2 separate regions of the Mus musculus genome follow, and region 1 is linked to region 2. A link is a contact called in public HiChIP or PLAC-seq data. All regions are on one chromosome and are shown on one strand. Each heading gives the region's core, a stretch centred on a gene start, on an enhancer-like site or on the middle of the called end of the contact. The rest is flanking DNA. Distances are from core to core; before and after follow the strand shown.

Region 1 (6,571 bases), core at 2,174-4,673, 220 kb after region 2:
AATTTCTGTGAGTTTGAGAATCTTGTCTACATAGCAAGTTCCAGGACAGCCAGAACTACTCAGAGAACTGTCTCAAAAAACAAAACAAAACAAAAGAAAACAAAACAAAACAAAAGAAAAAACAGACAAGCAACAATAACAAACTTTTACATCAGTCAACCACACCTGGATTCTCAGACTTTGCAGTCAAGTGAAACTGTGTGTCTCTGTTTCATTGTTAGAAGTGCCATGACTGTCCCTCTGTTCTTTCACGTGTCTCTTTGTAGCCATCTGGCTTCCTTCTTCCTATCCCACTCAAGTTTCGAATATACTTCTATCTCTGAATGGCTCTCTGGGCCTCTTTCATGGTGAAGACCACGAGGGATGCTGAGGACTTCAGAAATAGTGGTGTGTGCGTGGGTGGGTGTGCATTCATGAGAGAGAGAGTGAGTGTGTATATGTGTGTATGAGCATGGTGTATGAGTGTGCATGTGTGAGAGACTGTGTGAGTGTGTGTGTGTGCATGCATGCACTAAGCCAAAAGTATGGATGCCAGGAGACAGCAGTGAGATGATCCTCACCTTCTGCTTCGTGGGTCCTCAGCACTGAACTCAGGCCGTCCAGCTCCGAGGCAAGGCCTTTACTGTTGAGCTACTACAAGGTTCCAACCTTGCGTTTAATTGACTTGAAGCTTGGGAGAGAAAGACCACAATGGGATCTCTGGCTAGTTCCCCAGAGGGAGATGGAGGTCTTGTCTTGGAAAGTGTGGCCTTTATGTAACTTTTTCTTTCGTGAAACAGTTCAGGGTCAAAGCAAAGGAGGCTATGGAAAGAGTTTAACAGTGTGAGTCCAAAAGAAACAAATGACTGTCTGGTGCCTAGTGGCCTAGCAAACAAAAGCTGGCTAGCAGGCTCCTCAGTATCACAAGTACCTGGGGCTCCTCTCAGCTCTTCTCACCCTGCCCCTACCCTAAACGTCTCTAGTTCACAGTCTTCCCACTTTGCCCCACTCTTCGTCTTCCTCGCTAGCTAACAGCCCCAACTCCCACGGTGGGTCCACTCTGCTGGCCGTGTTCAGTCCCTTTTATGAACTCTTGCAGATGTCTCTGGCTGTTCTCTCCCTCATATCTACAATAAAAACCTTCCCCACAGCCATGCCTCAGAGCGGTCATGTTTATAGAACAGGTCTTGCTGTGAGGCACCCAGGTAGGGTTTGCATGGTGAGAGTTCCAGGGTTCAGAGAAAGATGCACTGTGGCGGCTGGACTCGGAACCTCAGCCCCATGATTAAGCCCCGTGGCTGCTTCTCTATGACAACCTGCACTGCGACTTGGTCCACTGGAATAGAGAGTTTGGGTTTCGTGTCTCTGTGCTGGGAATGTGAACCAGGGCTTTGTGCATGTTACACAAGGGCTCTGTGGCTAAGCCACACCCTTCACCCTTAGCCTAGGAGTGTCCCCACTATCGATAGGATTCCAGGAGTGAAATGTTTGATAGCCTGTGTGCTAAGATAACGTAATTTACCAGATCTGACATTCTTTGTTTTTGAGACAGTTTGGTGGATAGGAGTGCTGGCTAGTTTTATGCCAACTTGACACAATCTAGAGTCATCAAAGAGGAGGGAGATGCCTCCAGAAGATGGAGCTGTAGGCTAGCCTGAAGGATATCTTTGTTTAATTTCATGTGCTTTGCTGTTTTGCCCGCATGTATATCTGGGTGAGAGCATTGGAGCCTCTGGAACAGAGGTACAGAGAGTCGTGAGCTGCCATGTGGGTGCTGGGAATTAAACCAGGTTTCTCTGGAAGAGCAGCCAGCGCTCTTAAAACCACTGAGCCATCTCTCCAGCCCTCAGGTCATCTTCTTAATTAATGATTGATGTGGAAAGGTCCAGACCACTGTGAGTGGGACCACCCCTGGGAAGGCTGAGTAAGCCATGGGAAACAAGCCAGTAAGCAGCACCCTCCATGGCCTCTGCATCAGCTCCTGCCTCCAGCTTCCTGCTCAGTTCCTGTTCTGATTTCCTTCAAAGATGTGCAGTGATGTGGAAGAGTAAGCGGAATAAACCCCTCCCTTCTCAAGTTGCTTTGTTCATGTATGTGGGATGTGTGTATATGTGTGTATGTGAGTGTGTGGTGGGTATGTGGGTGTGTGTATATGTGTGTATGTATGTGTGGGGGTTATGTGTGTGTATGTGTGTGTATGTATGTGTTGTGTGTGTGTGTGTGTTGTGTGTGTATGTGTGAGGTGTGTGTGTGTATGTGTGTGTGCACAAGCAGTTCCAGGTCATTCTAAGGCACATTGGAGTTTGAATGCAGCCTAGGCTACAAAGATCCAGGCTAAAAACAACAATAACGGGGAGTGGGGAGGAGAGGGAGATGGACAGGGAGAGGGAGAGAGAGCTCCTGTAAACAACAAAAGGAGGAAAAAGAAGGAAAAAAAAACCAGAGAAAAATAACTATTTCTGACAAAGGTGCTTAAATAACCCTTGTGAGGGGCTAGCAGAAGGCTCTGTTGCTAAGCAACCATTGCAGCAAGTTCGGTTCCTGGAATCTAGGTAAAAGTAGAAGGTGGAACCTGACCCTACAAAGTTAAACTGCACATATATGTCCCTTCAAAAAAGAATATGCATGTGCATGCGCGCGCACACACAAATACACACACATACACACACACACACACACACACACACACACCGGAGAGCATATATTGTTCTTTGTAGAGGATCCAAATTCTGTTCCCAGAACCGACACGGGCACTACACAACCTCCTGTAATCCAGTTCCCGAGGATCCAGTGTCTTCGATCTACACCGTTACACGCACTCGTCTGCACACACCCGACACAGACATAATTTTAAATAATACAAATAAGAATCTTAAATATTTATTGTTGTTGCTGTCCTTAGAAGACTTAGGCAGGATAGCCACGATTTTGTGGCCAGCCTGGGCTATATAAGATCCTGTCTCAGTCAAGCATGGTGTGTGCAAGCGCCTTTAATCTCAGCACTACAGAGGCAGAAGTAGGCGGATCTCTGAGTTCGAGACCACCCTGGTCTACAGGACGATTTCCGAAGTAGCCATAGCTTTGTAGTGAGAACCTGTGTCAGATACTGGTCCAACAGGTCCTCAAAATATGAATGATCGTGAATTTAATTTTTTTCCCTTAGCAGGTGACTAGCCGAACACGTGTTTTCCTGGAAAACGTCCCGTGGCTCTAAGTGTCTAGGGAGCCCTACTTCTCTCTCTGTTTCTATAACAGTATCTCTAAATGCCTTGAGTCCCTGGGCCCTTTCCTGTCGGTTTCAGGGTCTCACTGCAACCCTTGCTCCTTCCTTCCTTCCTTCCTGGGTCGTGTGTACTGCGGTTCCTTTAAGGCAGGCCCCGCCCTGGCCCGCCCTCCCGGGTCAGCCCCGGTGCGTAAGGCTCTGGCGGGGCGGCTGCAGGGCTCAGTGCTGAGCGGGCTCTGGCGCGATGGCGAGCGCGGTCGTCAGGGTCGCCGGGCGGCGGCTGAGCCAGCAAAGCGCATCCGGAGCCCCGGTCCTCCTGCGGCAGGTACGGAGAGGCGAACGGACGAAAGGACCCAGAGCCCGGGGCAGCGGGAGGGGCAGGACTCTCTGTCCTTTAAAGAAGGTCTGGGGCGTCCTTCATGCCTGGCTGTTGGGAAACAAGGAGTCCCGACCCTTTAACAGGGAGTAGTTAGTGGGACCCTGAGCTTGGGGTCGGGATCTGGGGCCCATTACCAGAGAAGGCGGGGTCCTTAACTTGGTGCTTGTTTGAAGATGAAGTTTCTTGATTCTGCTGGAGGGATCTGGGGGGACCCTCTGATTCCTGATCCTTGGGCAAAGAGGGTTGGGGTTGTAGCTTCAGGATTCTAGGAAGAAGGGGAGGCCTGGATACTGTATCCCCCAGGCATGGGAGTTAGGTCCGGGAACTCTCTCCGTTGCTCCATCCCTCCCAGATGTTTGAACCCAAGAGCTGCACCTATACCTACCTTCTGGGTGACCGGGAGTCAAGAGAGGCAGTTCTGATCGACCCCGTTCTGGAGACAGCGCATCGGGATGCTCAGTTGATTAAGGAGCTGGGGCTCAAGCTGTTGTACGCTGGTAAGTCCAGGACCAAACTTGGGCATGAGAGAGGCGGGGCCCCGGAGAAAGCGCTCTAGGAAAACAGGAGCCTGGACGCCTGAGTCTGGGGGAGGAGGGCTGGAGGATAGACCCTGGATGAAGGAGCATAGACCCCAGGGTCTGAAAGAAGATGATTGAGTCAGGGTCTGAGAGTCTGAGGGAGAAAGACGGAGCCTGGAGCTCTGGGCCTGAAGGAGGAAGATTGGGGTCTGGATCCCTGAGTTTAGAGGAGGAAGAGTGGGCTTGGATTCCTGGGTCTAGGGGAAGAGGGCTGGAGTCTGGACTGTTGGATGAGGGAGGAGCGGTGGAGTCCGGACCTCAGGGTCTGAGGGAGGTCTAGGGTCTGCCTTCCTGGGTCTGAAGGCTGGATGCTGTGGGCTGAAACATTCCGTTTTCTATTCCCTCTTCTCTCCTAGTGAACACTCACTGCCATGCTGACCACATCACCGGCACGGGGGTTCTCCGGTCCCTGCTCCCGGGCTGCCAGTCTGTCATCTCCCGCCTCAGCGGAGCCCAGGCTGATTTGCATATCGGGGAAGGTGATTCCATCCGCTTTGGACGCTTTGTGAGTTGGGTCTTACAGAAGATGTTGTTGGCCACAGCTCCTTAGACTTTGAAGAGAAGAGGGTGCTCGGGGAATGGACTGCTGGGCCCAATGGAAGAAGGGTTGGTGGATTTAGGCTCAGACTCCTCAGCTCTGTTCTCTGTGGAAAGTACCATAAACCCAGGTGGAGCACTAGGGCAGGAGGCTGTAGGCAGGTGTGGCTCTGGCCAATCCCCCTAAGTCAACAGTGATGGCAGGTTCTTCCTTGGCCATTTCCATAAAATTTGCTCCGGGTTGGGCATTCTGAGTCTAGAGCTGAGGGAGGCACCTAGTCCTTTGGTGAAGAAGGAATGCCCTGTTGTTCAGCAACAGGTCTGGATGAGTCTACTGAGGTCCCTGGGGCTACCATTTAAGGTGGCCTTCACTGGCATGGTGGTATAAATTTGGGGCTAACCATGTATTTGTGGGTTCCTCCTTAAATGTTGGCCTTGAAACCCTCTCACCCTAGCCACAACCCCATTGCTTCACCCAGGAGAGGGGCGAAGGTTCTTCCTCCTCCTCTGGGCTACAGGCTTAATCAGCAGGTTTCTAGCCAGCTTTGCAACCCAGGGTGCTCTGGACAGAGGTTGGGGGAGTTGTACCCAGGGAGAGGAAACGGGTGATGAGAATGCTAAAGCTGATGGAGGGGATGGAAAGTCTGGTGATAGAGTGATAGAGTCCCTGCCCCTAGGTTGTTGATCTTGTGGAATGGGACAGTTTATTTGGAGGCGGTTGGTGGTTAGCGGAGAGGAGGACTGTGTGCGGGGTTGAGAGAGTGTAGCTGCTGTTAGGAGACTTTGATTTCAACCCTGTAAATATTTGAAAGAGGATGCGGGACATAGCTCGTTTGTGTCAGCCCTACTAGTTAGAGAGATGTCCTGGCTGGTCTCTGCTAGCACACACATGCATTTGCTCAGATACACACTCAGATACACAGGGGTACACATAAATAGATGTTTAAAATCTTAAAAACAAGCCGGTCATATAGGTACCTGCCTTTAACCTCAGCTCTTGGGAGGCAGATGCTAAGACAGGTGGATCTCTGTGAGTTCGAGGCCAGCCTGGTCTACAAAGTTCCAGGACAGCCTGTGCTACACAGTAAGAATAAAATGAAATCTTAAAACAACAGCAACAAAGAGCCTTAAAACAGGCATGATGGGGCTGGAGAGATGGCTCAGTGGTTAAGAGCACTGACTGTTCTTCCAGAGGTCCTGAGTTCAATCCCCAGCAACCACATGGTGGTTCACAACCATCTGTAATGGGATCTGATGCCCTCTTCTGGTGTGTCTGAAGAGAGCGATAGTGTACTCACAGACATAAAATAAATAAATTTTTAAAACACAAAAAACAAAAACAGGCGTGATGTAATCCTAGAGAGGCAGAGAGGAAGATCAGGTGTTCAAGGTCACCCTCATCTACACAGAGCACCAATCAAGGCTACATCAAGGCTGTGTGTGACCCTGTACCAAAAAGTTTAAAAAAGGGTGGTGGGGGGGGAGCTAACAAGGTCGCACAGGCTTTTAATCCAGACAGAGTCAGGGGGATTCACGGTCAGCCTCGTCTGTGTGAGACCCCTCTCAAAACAAAACAAAACAAGATGATAAATGATCGGGAGACCCTCCTTATGCACAGTGATGATGCCTTCAGTGAACAAGTGTGGATGCACGGGTGTAGCTGTGTTTGGCCTCCGTGTTTATCTTTTCTTTACTACATCTTATTGCCATAATCCAAATATGTATGACCCACCCATTGGAAGGGTGGGTCATAAATCAGTGAGTGTGTCCTAGAATACTGTGTCTGTCATTTCAAGTCATTTCAGGGTACTTTCATTACCCCTGACTAGTCATCACCCTTGGCCTCCCACTCCCTCCCTCCCAGCCTTAGGTAAA
Region 2 (5,700 bases), core at 1,995-4,494:
GGGAGGGGCTGGGGGCGTGGCTCAGTGGATAGAGCCCCTGCCTAGAATCCCCCAATGAGGTTCCCCAGTGTGGTCCAGTGGTGAGCACATCTCTAGCACACAGACTACCCCGCGTTCCAGTCTAGCAGTGAAAAAAAAAAAAAAAAAAAAAAAAAAAACATAAAGACATAGAGTGAGAGAGATAATAATACAGAGTTGTGTGCAAAGCCCAGAGATGTTCCCGGGGAGGAGGAAGCAGAGATGGCTGCAGGTTCCAGGCAGCAAGCAGGCAGGGATTCCTGGGTGGCAGCATGAGGAGTCCCCAGCTGCAGCCTTTTCTCCAAGTAGACACACGTGTGGTGTCCGGGTGTGACTGGGTGTGACTCCATCCTTCTCCAGCCATGTGTCACTGAGTGGGATCAGCATGTGTGCCATGGGGTGGGGCACCCCCACGGGGTGTGTTTCTGTCACTGGGCGTGTGTGTGTGTGTGTGTGTGTGTGTGTGTGTGTGTGTGTGTGTGTGTTTGGGAGTCTCCGGGCGTGTCTGTGTGGGTAGCATTGGTGCCAGGCATGTCTGTCCACGGGTATCTCATTTCTCTGTAGCTGGCGGGTGCATAGTCCTCGATGCCACAGGACACAGAGTGGGAAGGAGTTGTAACTGAGCGTTTCTCTGAGCTTGGGGACCGTGAGGTGAAACCCTATGTTACAAGATCCCTTTGTGACCTGTCTTGGTGTCCCCATTGTGTCGTGTGTGTTGGCATGCTTGGGAGCATTTAAGGACCTGGCACATGGTGTGTAGACCCATGTGTCTGCTTTCTTTGTTGTGTGTCCCTATTTGAATCTCTGTCTCACACAACATCCTATTCCCAGAGTCACGTTCACCGTGTGCCTTTGTTTTATCTCTTGTGGTGTGTGTGTGTGTGTGTGTGTGTGTGTGTGTGTGTGTGTGTGTGTGTAAGAGAGAGAGAGAGTATGTGTGTGTATGTGTGTGTGAGTGTGTGTGTTAGTATGTGTGTATGTGTGTGTGAGTATGTGTGTGTATGAGTATGTGTGTGTGTATGTGTGTATGTGTGTGAGTGTGTGTGTGAGTGTGTGTGTGAGTGTGTATGTGTGTGTGTGTGTGCTGTGTGTGAGTGTGAGTTCATGTGTGTAAGTATGTGTGTGTGTGTGTGTGTGTGAGTGTGTGTGTGTGCTGTGTTGGAGTAGGGTGCACAGAGTGTGCTTGTCTGTGGAGATCAGAGGCTGATATAAGAATAGCTTCCTCAATTGCTCTGCACCTTGTGTGTTTATGCACTGTGTGCATGTGCCATGATACACACAAGAAAGTCAGAGGACAACCTGCAGGGGTCTGTTCTCTCCTTCCACCATACAGGCTCTGGGATTTGAACTCAGTTAGTGCCCTTAAACCCCATGAGTCTTGTCACTAGTCCTGCACCTCATTTTTTGGAAACTTCGTCTTTCACACCAACAGGAACTCACTGATTCGATTAGAATGGCTCCACCCATCTGACTACATCATCTCCCCACTCAGGGCTGGGGTTGCAGGTATGTGCCTGTGCACCTACGGTTTTTTTTTTTTAACTACTTGTTTTATTTTAGTCTTATTTGTGCTTGAGCATGCATTCGTGGCGTGTGTGTGTGTGTGTGTGTGTGTGTGTGTGTGTGTGTGTGTAAATGTGCATGTAACACCCAGTCTGACTCAGTGAAATAGCTCTGTTACTTATATCAGGATATATGCCCACGCTGAGGGCCTTTCTCTTCCCTGAGTGTGGTGTTTGTGTGGCCATGCACATGGGAGTATAACGGGTATGTGTATTGTGCGTGATGTTGGATTGATGGTGTGCTAATCTGGACGTTGGTGTTCTTGTGGGTCCGAATCCAACCCCATCCCCTCCAAAGGGTTCATATCATCCTGGACTGTGTCCTGTGTGGCTAGAATGTCCTAGAATGTCCAACGCTGGGTAGGCGTTGCTTGCACACTTCCATTGACTGTTCTCTGTGCTAAGGTATGCAGAGTGTCAAGTGCACCAGTGTATGTCAGGATCAATGTCAGGTGTGTGTGTGTGTGTGTGTGTGTGTGAGTCCCACACACAATGATGTGAGCTAGTGTGCATTTCCTGTTTTCTGGGCGCTGGATGACAGTGTCTGCCACCACAGGTGTTTACACATATGGGGCATCTCTCTGTGTTTCACATTCACACCCCCTTGTGTGTCTGTTGACGCATGTGTGTTGTGCCTGGTGATTCTTACAAATTGGTGTGCTCAGACCTGCTGTGTATTTGTGTGGCTCCTGGTACATGTCCCGTGTGGTCGTTGATGCTTAGCTCTTTGTATCGTAGAATATTATAGTGTTTTACTTGGTTTTGGTTTTGGAAACAGGGTCTCATGTGGCCCAGGCAGACCTTGAACTCATAGTTGACAATGATTGAGACCTGCTGATCCTCCTGGCCCCAGTTTCCTAGTACCAAGAGTCAGGCATGCACCATTGCCCACTTTATGCCATGCTGGGATCTACCTCAGAGAGTCTGTGATTCAAAGGAGCCCACTAACAGCTGCACTCCATCCCTGGTCCCACTTAAAAATTATCATTTAAGATTTATTTTTTTTTATGCGCATGCATGTATGTGAATATCAGCCACATGTGTCAGGGGCTCCCAAAAACCAGGAAAAGGGCGTCATCTCCTGGAGTTGAAGTTACAGGTGGTTTCAAGCCACCCACCCAGCAAGTAGGTGCTAGAAACGGAAGTTATACTCCTCTGGAGAGGAGCGCTCACTTTCACTCGCTGTGCCTGACTTTCCAGCCCCTCCCCCGCCCCACTTTGAATGTGTGACTGCGTGAGCTCAACCTTTGGGTGGCCCCGTGTGCAATGGGACGCTGCTGCCCTGCTAAGTGCTGGCGTGTGTCACACCATGTGTGTGTGTGGTGTCTGGGTGTGGCTGTGGGTTTCTGAACTTTCAGGAGTGTGAGTCACTTCTGTGGAGGTTGTGTGGTGTGTGCTGGTGTGTTGGGCTCCGTCTCCGGTCTGTCATAGGGTGCTCTGTGGTGTCTGGGTGTGGTGGGGGTTTTAGGTGTGTACCACAGAGTGCAAACGGTTGGAGAGTCACAACCTATTGTGTCAGTGTGTCTTTGCCCACGTGGATGAACTCTTCTTCCTTGCCCGGGACCACAAGACACACCCCAGCCCCTCCTTAGTCTTAGAAGGGAATGGGATAGCCAGCCTCCCCCTACCCAGGGACCTCCCCGTCCCTCCCCGCCCTGCCCTGCCTGCTGCAGTTACCACTCCCCAGAGGGCACAGGGCTAGGCTGTGCCTTCCAGCAAAAGTCCCAGAGTGAGCAGAACAGGCCGCTGGCCTGGAAGCCAAGCTGGCTGCCATTTGCGTACTGAGAGGTGGGGGACCCTGGGCAGGAAGCTGGCTGAGCCCCAAGACCTCAGGGGCCATGGGCGGGGAGCTGGTGACTGGCCTGGGGGCCCTGAGACGGAGAAAGCGCCTGCTGGAGCAGGAGAAGAGGGTGGCCGGCTGGGCGTTGGTGCTGGCGGGAACTGGCATCGGACTCATGGTTCTGCACGCTGAGATGTTGTGGTTCCTGGGCTGCAAGGTGAGTGGGGCCTTCCACCGAGCAGGGAAGGGACGGGGAGCCTGGTGTGAGGGAGGAGGGCTGGGGTCTGCACCCCTGGGTCTGAGGGAGGAGGGCTGGGGTCTGCACCCCTGGGTCTGAGGGAAGAGAGCTGGGGTCTGCACCCCTGGGTGTGAGGGAGGAGGGCTGGGGTCTGCACCCCTGGGTCTGAGGGAAGAGGGCTGGGGTCTGCACCCCTGGGTCTGAGGGAAGAGAGCTGGGGTCTGCACCCCTGGGTGTGAGGGAGGAGGGCTGGGGTCTGCACCCCTGGGTGTGAGGGAGGAGGGCTGGGGTCTGGACCCCTGGGTCTGAGGGAGGAGGGCTGGGGTCTGATCCCCTGGGTCTGAGGGAGGAGGGCTAGGGTCTGGACCCCTGGGTCTGAGGGAGGAGGGCTGGGGTCTGATCCCCTGGATCTGAGGGAAGAGAGCTGGAGTCTGCACCCCTGAGTGTGAGGGAAGGGGACTGGGGTCTTACACCCCTGAGTGTTAGAGAGCAAAGCTAGGAGATCTTATACTCCTGGGCATGAGGGAGGAAGGCTGGCATCTTCCACCCCGGGGTGTGAAGAAGAGAGGAGAGCTGGGGTGTGAGGGAGAAAGGTTGGGGTCTGCACCCCTGGGTGTGGGAGAAGAGAGCTGGTCTGGACTCCTGGGTCTAAGGGAGGAGAACTGAGGTCTTACACTTCTTAAGGTCTAAGAGAAGAAGGCTGGGTCTGGACCCCTGGATGTGATGGAGGTAGATGGGGGGTCTGTACCCCTGAAACCTGAGCTAGTGTGATATCGTCCTCCCCCCAGCTCCCCCCAACCTACACACACACACACACACACACACACACACACACACACACGCACACACACGTACGCACACATGGGAGACAGTTCTCAGTGTTAGCCTTTGGGTAAGTGTTATCAGACAGACCACTGGGGGTCTGGGCCTTGTTGAGGCCCATACAAGGCTGATCCTTGATAGCCTAGCTCTGGTGAAGGGAGGGCTGGCAAGGGAGAAAGACGTTGTCATTAGGCGTCTCCTTGCTCCTTATCTAGCCACTGCCATTTACCCAGTGCCACCAGGCAGTGCTCTGAAGTAACTGACAGAGGAGACTGTGGGGAGTGGAGCCTTCACCCCACCCTTACCATACAGAAGTGCCATTACCCCCAGAAGGCACCACTCACCAGATAGTGGTCTACTGTGGTTTGAAATCCTTCATCCCTGTGGAAGAGGAGACTTGGGGTTCAGGCTCAAGAGTCTGCAGGAAGAGCCTCAAAAAATCTCACCAGGCAATGGATCCAAGCACTAGAGAAGTCAGGGGAGGGAGGCTGGGGGGGGGCGGCAGGCAAGAGAATCAGAAGGTTAAGCCCAGCCTAAGCTACATACTGAGTTGGAGGCTAGCCTGGGCTACACAGACCTTATCTCAAAAACTGAAATAAATCCAAACAAGGTGGGGGACGGAGAGAACACACACAAGAGAGCTATCAATCGACCTCTGGAAGACCAGGGAGTACAGGCAGGTCTTAACAAGCCCTGGGGATATTCCCACCCTGGTCAGACTTGTGGCAGAAGAGAGATGGAGGGCAAGGTTGGGTGTGTGGTTTGAGGGGGCAGCACACTTGCTTGTTCAACAGAAAAGTTGGGACAGGAGATGTGTGTGTGTGTGTGTGTGTGTGTGTGTGTGTGTGTGTGTGTGTGTGTGGTGTGTGTGTGTGTGTGTGTGTGTGTGTGTGTGTGTGTGTGTGTGTGTGTGTGTTTGCGTGCCCGCAGGTGGGACATTCTTTGGGAGAACTTCTCGGCCCCGGTGCTCAGCCGCTGTGGAGTAACAGACTGGCAGGCACATGGAGGGTCAGGGCAGGCCAGCTTCCTTCAGCCAAGTGGCCAAGGAGAGGGCAGCTACTGCGAGGGGGTGGGGCCGTCCAGAGCCATGCCAACAGGAAACATGGCTGGGGCCTGCCCGGCGCTCCCACGCTCCTGCACCACGCCCAGTAGGAGAGGTGTGGACCTGGGAGCCCAGGCAGAAGGGAAGGAGCCAGGGGGTCTTTCTCATCCTTCATTTCTCCTTCTTCACTACCTGCCCAGGCCCTTTCCTCTGACTGTGATTCTTGAAGGAATGGATG

What was found. HiChIP or PLAC-seq counts read pairs in DNA pulled down with a chosen protein or histone mark.
Region 1: a contact with region 2 is called in an HNF4G HiChIP or PLAC-seq map of pancreatic cancer cells. The contact joins the promoter of Ethe1 here to the promoter of Kcnn4 in region 2. A contact is called at or near these places in 2 of 39 promoter capture datasets (the C10 cell line and pre-B cells), 2 of 115 datasets of contacts at active chromatin or transcription factors (memory CD8 T cells and pancreatic cancer cells) and 2 of 9 other capture datasets (adipose tissue and pancreatic islet).

The regions. Positions count from the first base shown.
Region 1 is chr7:24,590,485-24,597,055 of GRCm38.p6, forward strand. It overlaps Ethe1 (ethylmalonic encephalopathy 1), which reads left to right and starts at 3,424. Exons shown (of 7, transcript NM_001364014.1): 1 at 3,424-3,527; 2 at 3,934-4,078; 3 at 4,516-4,664. The coding sequence starts at 3,447.
Region 2 is chr7:24,367,019-24,372,718 of GRCm38.p6, forward strand. Kcnn4 (potassium intermediate/small conductance calcium-activated channel, subfamily N, member 4) reads left to right here and starts at 3,245. Exons shown (of 9, transcript NM_008433.4): 1 at 3,245-3,577. The coding sequence starts at 3,419.